Regions from separate parts of the Anas platyrhynchos genome. Here region 2 is linked to region 1. A link is a contact called in public Hi-C data. All regions are on one chromosome and are shown on one strand. Each heading gives the region's core, a stretch centred on a gene start, on an enhancer-like site or on the middle of the called end of the contact. The rest is flanking DNA. Distances are from core to core; before and after follow the strand shown. Region 1 overlaps S100P (S100 calcium binding protein P). Region 2 overlaps KIAA0232 (KIAA0232 ortholog).

The links. A called contact is a pair of places that touch in the nucleus more often than the background predicts.
Region 2: a Hi-C map of skeletal muscle shows a contact between it and region 1, with 1.7 times the contacts expected there. The contact joins two enhancer-like sites. A contact is called at or near these places in 2 of 8 Hi-C or Micro-C datasets (liver and skeletal muscle).

Annotation. Positions count from the first base shown.
Region 1 is chr4:67,764,997-67,770,931 of IASCAAS_PekinDuck_T2T, forward strand. S100P (S100 calcium binding protein P) reads left to right here. Exons shown (of 3, transcript XM_005016233.6): 3 at 1,176-1,333. The coding sequence ends at 1,333. Among named protein-coding and RNA genes, the nearest start is that of S100P, 6.0 kb to the left of the region's middle. Within about 2 kb of position 2,110, at least 2 of the 8 cell types and tissues checked have an H3K27ac peak or open chromatin away from gene starts, as enhancers often do.
Region 2 is chr4:67,811,195-67,817,534 of IASCAAS_PekinDuck_T2T, forward strand. The region is part of intron 1 of KIAA0232 (KIAA0232 ortholog); the gene reads left to right. Among named protein-coding and RNA genes, the nearest start is that of KIAA0232, 9.9 kb to the left of the region's middle. Within about 2 kb of position 3,672, at least 4 of the 8 cell types and tissues checked have an H3K27ac peak or open chromatin away from gene starts, as enhancers often do.

The DNA of each region.
Region 1 (5,935 bases), core at 860-3,359:
GGACTAGGTTATAAAGAGTTTGAAAAAAAGATAATTCCCACATCAGAAGTAAAATTCAGAAGTAAAAACTAGTTCATGTGCTTCACTAAATAGTTTTAAATATGCATTTATAAATTCAAAATTTATGATTGAAAAGAAATAGAATTTTCCAGACACATTCATCGATCAACTCTGGGCAATTGCTTCAATTTTTAGGGATCTAAAGGTGCACATTTTTTAAAGTGAAACATGAAATTACAGAATGAAATATTTAATCAGACCGTGATCAAGCAGCGCCTCCAGGCACTTCCTTGAACATTTCCAAAAGTTTTTATATATTCTTTCGATTATAATAGCAGATTTTGGGTTGTTTAGCTTCTACAAAAGTCCCACGGTAGTTTCCTATGTTCCATGGGTCTCTACTGCCATCCCCTGTTTATTTTTCAAACTGCGTTATTCCTAAAATTGGAGTTGATCAGTGCCGCGATTCAAGCCAAAACAGACCTCCTGTGAGTTTTCTAGAAATTTTATTTATTTATTTGTCAAAACGTATCCATATATACATATATATCTTTTTACTTGGTCATTGTCTTGCTTGCTACCATCCTCACGACGGACTGGACTGGTGAGGCAGGCGGAAAGATGCCAAGTTGGAAAGAATAAAGTTTATTTTCTAACACTTTTGCCTGTGGTACCCGCAGCCCGGGCCCAGGGAGCACCCTGGTACTGCTTAGGCTGTTCACATCCTTGCCGGGATGGCAGTGCTTGAAGCTTACATCCAACATTTGCCCCAAGGAAAACATCATTTTGGCTTTTTCTGGGCTGCAAAGCACATGAGCTCAGGCAGAGCCCTTCAGGGGAGGGTTTGGGGAATGCACGGGGTTGAACTCAGCTGTGTAATGTCTTTGGGGCTGTGGACAACACAGCTTTAACCATGATGACAGCTGTTTTAAAGGTAGAAAACTTGCCTCTCTGTGCTGCTGCATGGCCACTGCTCCCAGGTGCAGTAAAGCCAGGAGCATGCCTTTAGCAGGAGGCGATGCGCTTACTGCTTCCTTTAGCACCCTCTCCATGGGGATGCCAGCAGCACACACACAAACTTGTCCCCAGTGCCACCTGAAGCCCCTGACCTCTGTGTGCTCCCTGTGATGCTTCTGGGCTTTGTGCATCCCCCCCACTGCAGCCCACTCCTTTTCTTTTGCAGACAGGGAAGAACAAGGACGCTACTGATGAAGTCTTCAGGAATCTGGATGAAAACGGTGATTCCCAAGTGGACTTCAAAGAATTTGTCATCTTTGTGGCAGCTCTGACTTGCTGCTGTCATAAATATTTTGAGCAGAAAGCAGCCAAATAGTTGTCGAAATGCTCACAAGACACTGTCTTTGCCTGTGCTCCATATGTTAATGCTATGGATCCTGTCATCCTTTCCATGTACTGTGCTGCAGTTTACAAGCATGCTGGGCTGTAAAAATAAATCCTCCAGTGCTTACATCCCTGTCTTGAATGCTAAAATCTACTCCTTTGTGGAAGGGCCTGGGCTTAATGGGTCCCACTAACAAGTACGGAGCAGTTTCTCTCTTTCTCTGCTTTTTGAAATGCTGTTCTTAGCCAAAAGGCTCAATATCCTCCCCAGGGCAGGGCAGTAATCTGCCTCTCCAAGCTCGCATGGATTTATTTCCTATTACAAGATAAGGCCCTTGTACCAGTACAGTGATATTGCCGTGCAGTTGCAAGGTAGATGGGGTTGCACACTGCAACCATAGAATCACAGAAGGGTTTGGGTTGGAAAGGACCTTAAAGACAACCCAGTTAAACCCCCTGCCATGGGCAGGGACACCTCCCACCAGACCAGGCTGCCCAAAGCCCCATCCAACCATGAAATAATGCTGAGTAAGGCTGAAGCTAAGCCACAGGTTTGACCCATTCATAACCACGTGGAGGTGGGCATATGGTGAAGTGTATTCATCCTTTTGGGAACCCACTGAGAAAAATTTGGGCCTATTGGATTACTTTGGGCTGTTTTAGGCTGTCCTTTTACCTAGCCACCTTTCATGCCTCAGTTGGCTCTACGAACTAAACAGTGCAAGCACCACCTAAAACTTCATTCCTAACACCTCGGGCACAGGATCCCAGTGCATATTACTGGATGTGACAGCTGGCTGCTTCAGGAAAGGGGCTGCCCTTCTCTTCCCCATCACTGCGTGGGATGAAGTAACCACCATCCAAGGGCCGGGATTCCCCTTGGTCCCCACTAGCTGCTGGCAGGACGCTGAGCCCCTTGCCCCCCTCATACCCTTTGCCACATGTGTCTGGTGTTCACCCCAGCACCACACCAGGCACAGCGGCCACCCGCAGTGGGTGCAGGGGTGGTCCTCAAGTGCCCATCCCCTGCCCCAGGGACCACAGGAATGCGTCTCCACTCCAGCACTGCTACAGACAGAGCTCACGCAACACAACATTTAGAGCAAGGGCCCGACGTCTGTCCCCACATCATTTTGGTCATGCTGGATGACACTCGGGAGGATACTGAGGTCCCAGAGACAAGTACATCACACACATTACACCTGCAGGAGTACCATTGCTTGCTTTGTTGGCAGTGGCCATTTCTCTGCACCACCCAAGCAAGACAACTACTAAATATGAAAAGGCACAAAATTCTCGCCAAGCCAGGGATCCCAAATCAGCCTTTTCTCCTTATCTTTTCATTTGTTTGAGGCATCTTCACAGCTCTAATCCAGTATGACCACACCTGATGAGTGCTGTGCAGCTCAGCCCTTGCCAGGCTGGCAGAGCCCAGGATCCCCTCACTCACTGGTTCGTCAGGGCTCACCTGAGAAAAGCACTTTCCTCATTGTGAAGGCAGTTGATTATCATTTATGAATTATATGAATGTTACATATTCAGAGGTATTTACAGAGGAAAATTTCATGCATAGCATGGCTGGGTAGCCAGCTATATAAACCATCCTCAGCTGAGGAAATTCAGTTGTGTTCGTTACTTTATTTTAAAAAATGTATTTATCCTTTTATCATTTAGCATTAGTATCTAAAAGGTTTCCTCTGCATTGCTTCACATCCATCCTCACAGAAATTATGGTTTGTTACCACTGTGTGGCACTACATGCAGCCATTTCAGTGCCTGCTGAGTCTAAAACTCTCCATCACAACTGAGGCAGAATTTGAACTGGTGGTAAAACTCAAAACAAAACACAGGTGTGCTTTGCACCGTGGCAATCTCCTCTCTGAATCATCGCTGTATGTCCCATGGAGAGCAGGACAATTTGTCCACAATGGGCATTTCACCGAGCCCTGTGGAGACTGCACCTCCTGGGCATTGCTGTACCCTGCAGCCACCCAAGGAGTGCTGCCCCTTGCTTGCCAGTCTCAGGTCTCTGGGGAAATCACCGCAGCACAGTTCAAAACACCACTGTGATCCCCTTTCAAATGCATCTTTTAAAGAGCACACAGGTGAAAAGCTGTCCTGTCAGCCAAGAGATTCACCTTATTACTCCATTTTATGTCTAATTTCAAAGAACGCACTGTTCGGTGGTGAGAGCTGTATCCCATTATGAGCAGTACTGTAATTTATCCTAAATTGCACTCTTATTTCCTAGACTCCCTGCTTCTGGTGTCTGCTAGCCTCACAACTGCACTCACTCTCTAATTCCATTTTGCCCCTTTTCCTGATTTTGTGAGGTTTTACCCGTGCTTGTAAGACATTTGAAGGCCTGCTTTACTCCACTTGGCCACAGTACAAAGCTAAACCCTTTTTGACCCATCACCCCCACAGACTCTGAAACACCCTAAATGTTAGCACAGTGCTGAGCTAAAGCATGCTGCCTTTTGTGGGGGAGGACCTGAGCTTTCTCTCTTGCCACCAACTTAAGCATGCTAGGAAGAGAGTGGGATATCATTTTTTTCATTGTTCCTGCAGCCCCCAATCCTGTAAACCCTTAGGTTTGTGTTTAACTCCCATCAGGTCCCAAGGTCCCACCAGCGGTACCTGTGGGGATACCTGGAGAGCTACAGGAGCACCCCTGGGATTGCAGAGCCCTGCTTACTCCAGGGCCATGGGCTGATTGGAGAACCAGAGGGAGCCTCCCATGTTCACTGCTGCAGAGAGGGGGACAAAAAGGATTTGTATTTTTTTGGTGTTTTGTTGTGTGTGTTGTTTTTTTGTTTTGTTTTTTTTTTTAACCTGCAGATCTTTCAAAAGCTCTAACTCTGTGATGAATATTCATTTCAATGTAGTACTGAAAATTCAACTGATGACACCTCAAAGAGAAAATGATCCAGGAATAAAAGAAATTAACATATAGCTCCCACCTTAGCCTAGAACAAAAGTGACTTTTCAGAATATATTATTCAACCTAAAAGCATTTCGGTAGAGACACTTTAATATCTTTCAATCCACTGATTTTCTTCCCCAGTACTATTAATTTCCTCCAAATCTACCCAGAATGTGCCATGCATTTCCTTCCCTGGATAAACTTTTATAATTCAGAGTTTGAGTTGCAGAGATGCTAGACCTGTTTTTGTGCCTACAGGTTAATCTTAGCTCTTAGGCCCGAGTATTATGCGGGACAAGATCATTTAAGAAACAGTATAAGGCAGCTTCAAGGGAAAGAAAACGATAAGATAAATAGCAGCTCAGCAAATATGAGCTAACAGTTGCTGGCAGCAAACATTTCGTTTAGTTTTGTTAACAGAAAATAAAAGATTTGGGAGAAAAATTATTACAAATAAAGATTTGGGAAATCATCTGTGGTGAGTTTCAAATTAGGCAAGGCTTATAAAGGCAAGACTACCAAATAGGTAGTTTTATTACCTTCCACAGAACAATATACATTTACATTAACAGAAGATACCTTCAAGAGATTAAGATACTCTGGTATAGATAGTTGTCATTTTGACATTTGGTGGGGTTCTGTTAAGCCTTTTCAGTTTTAAAAATGAGTGTATATACAGAAGATATACAATCGGCGTAATGCTACCTAACCCTGAAGACACTTACCTTGTGGTTTTGCCTGTGAAGATTCCTCATTATTTTACCTTCAAAATAATCATGGAGAAAAATAAGGATTCATGGAGAAAAAAAAAAAAAATGCATCACCCAGGCAAGCACTGTGTCTTTCCAGTAAGCCCAGTTTGGGACTGGAAACCAGACACTTCTCTCCCCCTGCATATCTGCAAAAGCCACACTGGCAATATGGACCTTCAACACCTGACCCAGATTGCCAAGATCAAGCCCTTTACAAAATGCACTTTAGCTCCCTGTTTCCATATAAAAAGTGAGTAGAGAAGGAGGAGGGGGTGGAGGAGGAGGAGAAGTTACCTGTCTTTTATGCAATAGTCTCATGGTAAAACACTCTTGTAAGAGCTGGGAAATTGCATTCAAGTCTTTCCTCAAGTGAAACCCACACGTGTCAGCTGAGTGCGCTACATTGCAGGATCAGGGCTAGCATCAGGGCACCTGCCACCTGCTCCCCCCATTGCACAAGAGACAGGTAAGGCCTGAACTAGGGCAGGCGAGAGGCAGCACATCTCTGTAGCCTGGCAGATCGAGTATTTTGCCAGCAGTGCAGGGGTCTGCATAGTTTGTAGGGTCAGACTTTATATTTTAATCGATACCTACTTAAAACAGACATCTGGCATAATTAAAAGTTCTTGTCAGGTGAGTTCTCAAGCCACTGATGGGCTGAGCTACACTCCAGCTCCATCCCTCTCTCTAGATCCCATGCAGCAGGCTGGAAGGGTCTCAGCAGAGCAGGAGACATCTCCTCCTCCTCCTCCTCTTCCTCTTCCTCCTCCTCCTTCAGCTCAGAGTAGATGGCCACCCCTCTAAGGTGGTGTAACGTGGTGGGTGATGCTTGACTCAGCAAAATCCTGCCAGCACATCCCCATCCCTGGGTGTGTGCAGTGCTTCAGGAAGCTCTAAAATACAAACAAGCTGACTC
Region 2 (6,340 bases), core at 2,422-4,921, 48 kb after region 1:
TGCCTGCCTGGGAATGGGGTTCAGGCTCCAGCAGAGAGCTGCTCACAGGAGGTGGCTCAAACCGCTCCAGGAGTTGGGCAAGGCATCAAGAAGGCAGGAAGCAGAGGGGTCAAAACAGTAGAGAGCATTTGTCTGATCTTTCCGTGATATGGCTGCATTCTTCTCGGTGGCGTTGGAAAGCCCCCATGTGTTCTACGTGGCAGAAAAATTAGTAGGTCTATTGAGATGGGAATGGTAGGAAGCTTACAGGTTTTACGTGCCAAAAGTCCTGAAGATAAGTGTCTCGGTGGGTTTAAAACGTGCTTCCTTGGTGATCTTAGTTATATATTTGGATTTGTTTTTTATTAGCTCTGTTTCTTTTCTTAAACCTGAGAGAATTATCAAAGAGTGATGATAGTAATCAGTAATGTGTAGTCTGCTGCTTTTGTACATGCACGTAGGAAAAGATAGAGCTTTTGATAAATACGTCCTTGTAAAAAATTCTCAGGGGTCTGAACAAAAAAGACTAGCTGTCTCCTCCTTGAAGTTACAGCTAGACAGGGACTTCTCTCCGGCCCTGCAGCAGTCCATCCAAGCCTTCCCTGGGTGTTACAGACGTGAGGTGTGCTGCTGAGACCTGCAGTTTGAAATTGAAACGCTTAAATCATGCTGATACCCTTCACTGGGAAAAAGAAACACAGCAGAACTGTCGGAGAGCTGGTGTTGGCATGGCACTTTGGAGGTGCGTGTATGCCTTCCTCTGAACCAGCACCCAGTGTTCCTCTTGCATTCTCCACACCTTGGTGATCTGCAATATTGCAGGCTAGCTGCAGTGCTGGAGTTAACCTCTCTGTTACCAGAACCTGCAGCAGCAGTACTGTGACATCTCCAGGCTGCTGTTGCAGAGGGATTCTGCTTGTTTGAAGGCTGAATCTGCTGAGTTACACAAAGGCGGCAGTGCCACTTCCTCTCTTACACCTGATGGAGAAATTCTGTGGCAACAAAAGTTGACCGCTTACTTGTGCTTGCCACCCGCCCACCAAAAATGATTTTTCTCCCATGCACAACAAACCGCTCCCATTCATCCGTGCAGCCACGCAGTGGATAGGTTTTGTACAGGGCCAAACTGCTGAGCATCTCCTACCGTTCCTTCCAGGCAAACGCAGGGACATCCTCTCACGGCAGCAGTGCACAGCTGAGGTGCCGTTTACCCTGCCTGGCTTTTGTGTCAGCAGGTTTCCCCATGAAGGTGCTGCTGCTGGTGTCATTCTTCTCTTGAAAGTGTGTTACCGCTAGGATAAAAGCTCTCACTTCTAGTTCTCACAAACTGGCACTGGTGCTGGTAGTAATAGTAATTGCTTCCAATGTTGTCAGTTACCTGTAGTTTCCTAAGTTCACTTTTAAAGTAGAAAATGCTTAAATTCCTTGTCTATAGATTCCAATTTGTATTTTTAAGCTTATTAAAAATACCTATTTCTAAATTAGGTGATGAGAGTACATGTCGCTTTTTACAGATAGGATTTTAAAAAGGCTGTAGTCTTGTTTAAACAAGTAAAACTTAGGTCAAGCACCACTTCTAAATTTAGTTCAAAAGCTTCAACTTTAGTTCAAAATTCAGTTTTGGACAGTAATAAACTAAATTGGAAAAAAAGGCTGTCTCATGGCGGTATACGTTTTTTTTTATGAAGAGAATTATTAGGATTGTATTGATAGATGGATAACCTCGTTTGGACAAATTCTAATTGAAATGATGTAAATGGTGCCAATGTTAATGATGGCTGGCCAGTGAGGCAGTATTTCACTCCTGTAGTTTCATACATCTACAAACATCTTCTGGTTTATTAAAGCAGATCAATATTTGAAGGTGTTCTTAATAGTCAAAAGGCATTTTTATAACAAATACAGAAATTTTGGGAGATGTGATAGTTTTGGCAGGGGCGAGGGGAGCAGTTTACAAGTTCGCTGCCCTTAAACTTGTCTGGTATGGCCACACAATGGATGTGTGGTACCAGAAATTGCTTCGTTTATCAGCTGTGTCAGCTCTGTCAGAACTGCTCCAGACTCCCTGAAGTTAATGGGAATGGATGTACTGGTTATGTGCTGTAAAATGAAGTTACTGCTTTTGGATTTTTTTAATACATCTTTGATAGTGAGCCTTGATCTCCTGAAAGTTTCCTGAGCGATGCTCTGAGACAACCATACTCTGTCTTGAAGATAGAATTTGTTCAGTAAAATATTAAGACACTGTTGAAAGAGGTTCTGCAAAACTTGCCGACTGATAGGGCTCATGAGTTACATCCCTACGTCCTGTTAGTGGAGAGCCACTTCCTATGTATTCACCATGTAAAGGCACTTCTAAGAAGTGTGCTGTACATAATAGGAACCTTTTCAAAAGAGTCTGACTGTGAAGCCACTTCCAGATCTTGTAGTTCTGGAAAGTGAAGAAGTTTTGATACGCGATGGACGTAGTGTGCTGTGACTGTTTGCAGCGTCCATAGGCTTTGCTGCTCGGTTGTGCTTTTCCCTCTATCTTGCCTCTTTTAAACTAACGAATTGTACATCTCCCAGTTTATTTTACACATTTCAAGGAATCAGACTACATATAGCTCACCAAGAATATCGGCATCTCAGCTGTGCAGCTGAACCTTGTGCAGGCGCCTCACCGGCTGACTCGGCAGGCCTCCGTGACTGTTTCCCCCAGCTCCGTTAGCGCTCTGCTCTCCGGCAGGATTGATGTTCTGACATCTTGTCACAAAGTTCGTGTGTGTTAATGTGCAGCTCTGCGAGTGGATCAGCTAATTGAACTCCTCCAGCTCCTTTTCTTTGGAGTGGTGTTCTTGTATTATGGTGAACATGAATGTTTTATGAGAACAACTGTACTGGTGCAGACAAAGGCTTTGTCAAATCCGGTACTTGTCTGCAGCAGCATCTGTAAGTGAGCTGTTGCAGAAGAAAAATGAACAGGGGGAATATTTGGGATACCTCTCCCGAACAGTACCTCTGCCCCGCACTGTTCTCAGTCTTAAGGGATTTCCTGAGCCCAGTGTGGTTTGCCTAGTTGGAAACTTCTGAGGGTCCTCTCCTCAATTTTATTTGGAGCTCATCTAAATATGTATGTTTTGTGTCCTCAGAATCTGACAAGGAATTCCTCATAGCTCTTGTGTGAAGTTTTGTATGGAGTTCTTGCAGTCAGTCCCTATCCAGGGAGGGCACGGCTGTTTTGATATCACAGGACCGAGGCTCTGTGAGCTGCTGTGGGTTAGCTGACACCGCACAGCCACTTGCTCGCTTTTTCCCAGCAGGATGGGGAAGAGGATCAGAAGGGTAAAAGGGAGAGAACTTGTGGGCTGAGATAAGGCAATTCAATGGGTAAAGCAAAAGAAAGAATGAACTCGCTGCTTCCCCCTGAAGGCAGATGTTTTGCCATTGCCAGGAAAGCAGGGTTCCTTCATGAGTAACGGGTACATGGGAGCACAGATGCCCCAACTCCCAACGTCTTTGTGTCGTTCCCCCATCACCAAATCTTTTCCCCAACTTTTACTGCTGAGTGCAACACCACACGGCATGGGACATCCCTTCAGCCACCTGGGTCGGCTGTCCTGGGTCTGCCCCCTCCCAGCCCAGCCTCCTTGCTGGCCGTGCAGCCTGAGAGCCAGAGAAGCCCTTGACACGGTGTGAGCGCCGCTCTGAATAGCTCCAGCACCCCAGTTATCAAGGCTGGTTTGGTCACAAAGCCAAAACATAGCAGGATACGAGCTGCCGTGAAGAAAATTAATTCTAGCCCAGGCCAAGCCAGTGCAATCTCTACCCCATGCTCCTCACCGTTCATGTATGTGTGTGTTAAGCACAGGTTGGGATAATTTAAAGGTGCATCCATTGCAGCAGCGTACAGCGAGTGGGCAAAACGTGAATGTGGTGCCAGAGATGGCTTTGGTTTTGTAATGTGGTTTGGTCTTTCAACTGCTGCTGGCTCCTCGTTTCTGGTTTCATGAAATTTCCAACATACTACTTAGGAGCTTGTTTCTGCGGTGAGCAGTGAGCTCAAAGCTCACTGTTTTGTATAAGGAGCTTATTAGTAGTAGCACGAGGGTTTTATTCCTGCCTGGTCTCCCTTCAAGTTTATCTACGTGGAATTTTGTTTGATTTTTATTGCCGAGTTGCTCAGTTTCATAAAGTCCTGCAGTTTTTCAGTTGCTCTGTGCTCATAGTCCCTGCTAGCTTGCTGTAACTTGCTAAATTCTTCTCTATGTCACTTACCCCATCTTCCAGGTCATTTATGAATTTATTAAGCAACACAGGTCCCAGTGCAAAATCCTACAGAACGGTGCTCGTGCCTTCCTTTGTGTCATCTTGGTTATATCTGCGTTCTTTCTCTTCGCTAAGAAAATGAGGCTTATGTGGTAACTCATGAATTCTTTGAGTAATTCCATTAAGCATTTACACAGGATTAGCAGCTTCAGATTTTCATTTGGATAAGCGTTATGAAAATAGGTGAGCAGATTATTCAAGGAAAAAAAATCTTGCAGTGACAGCCACTCACTGGTTTCTGTCCCGTGTGTGCTTCTCTGATATGACTGAGGTACTCTAGAACCTATATCCATTGTGAAAACAAAATTGTACCACTCGTGCATTTCTCAGTATATATATAAAAGTTAATCCTAAATATCTAAAAGAGCTGTGTGTATGTCTGCGACTACTTTAGCACTCCTTGCTTTCATTCCACTTGGGTGTTTTAATCTGTGCTTATTGTGACACAAGGCTTCTGAAGCTTTGTGGCAGAAATTGTCTGAAATGGGATGGAGGGAGAGGTTAGTTTCCAGCACAAGCATTATCAATTTTTTTGGTTTACGATAGTGTTTCAGAGCCTTAGTCATGAATTGAGTCCCTGCTCTATTTGTTGTACAATAACATCAACCGTCGCCAACACAAAAAAAGGCTGTCCTTGCTCTGAAGACAACACAGCCAAATTTCTTAGATTCACAAAGAATGTGATTAAAAAATAACAGCTTCTTCTGGATTCACATGTCTTTTAAATGCCATGTGAAATTCATTAAGGACACAGATTCCATTGTTCACTGGATTTTTAAATAGGCTTTGTTTCTGGGCTTTGACAGTGCTTTCCCCTGTGTGTGACTGTTTGGCTTGCATATTAAGGATTTGTTGAGATTTTTCACTGAAAGAAACAAAACAAATGACGGTAAAATTGATGATTCCTCCATAATACGTCAGAGAAAATGTGGACTTCTGTTACCATCATATGATGGGACGGTACTTTTGATGGTCAGTCTTCTAGAGGGGGATTGAAAGTTACTAAGGTGAATTCATAACTTTGAATGTTATTGACCACACATGATAAAATTTTCACTTTCAATTTATACTAATTAGGATTTGCAGATTTACCCACGTGTAGTTGTCAGGGAGAGGAAGGATTGTTTGCTGGCTTTTAATAAAACTATTCTGGGGAAAAGTACTGCTAAAATGTATGTTCAGCTTAACAAGTGTGGACTTTGATACTCACATTTAAAGAAAGAATTCTGTAATAGCTTTTTCATTCCTTGAAAAATTGTCATACGTTGTCAGAGATGGAAGCAAAGCAAACCCAACTTTCAAAAACGAGAGCTTTTAATTGTAAACTATGGCATGTGCTGGCACATTTCACCAATTATTAGAGGAAATTTTGTGTAAACAACCCTTAGGACAACTACTGTGTGACAAGGTTTAGTCTAATTGTGAACATCCAGAATGAAGCTCTGGAGGCCCAGGTGTGATGGTTATCCCTCCTGGGAGTGGAGGGAGGGAGGAAGGTGGCATCTGTAGCTTTATCTAAGAGGCTGACTTCTCTGTAGAAGGTGCACAGCAGTGTGTAAGAAAGCTTTGTTGCCTGAGAGTCTTTATTTGCAGATTGTGCAAAGAAATAGATCCTATTGTAGATCCTATTATTTTTTTCCAGTTGGGTATGGACCCTGGTATTGTGAACTTAACTCTGCAAATGGTTTGCCTCATTTTAAGTTATATTTTTATGATCTACAAGAAGCAGTCTTGTCCTTTAGTTTACTGAAAGGACAGTAATAAGGCACTTTTTTTTTTCTATTCCAATATTTTCTGCTCCTTTAAGTCTTGATATTAGGTATATCTTTAGGAAGGCTTGTTAAAGCATGAAGTCTATTTACTTTTTTCATTTAAAGGTGTTTGTTCAGAACCTTTCCATATAAATGTGTAATTTTCAGGGGCCTCTTGGTGCTGATAAAATACAGATGAGGCAACCTTAGATTAATTCAGTGGGTTTTGTGGTTTGGCTTTGTTCACTGTTTTCCAAGATTAAAAACGATTGGGGGGAAAAAAGAACCAACTTTCCCTCTTA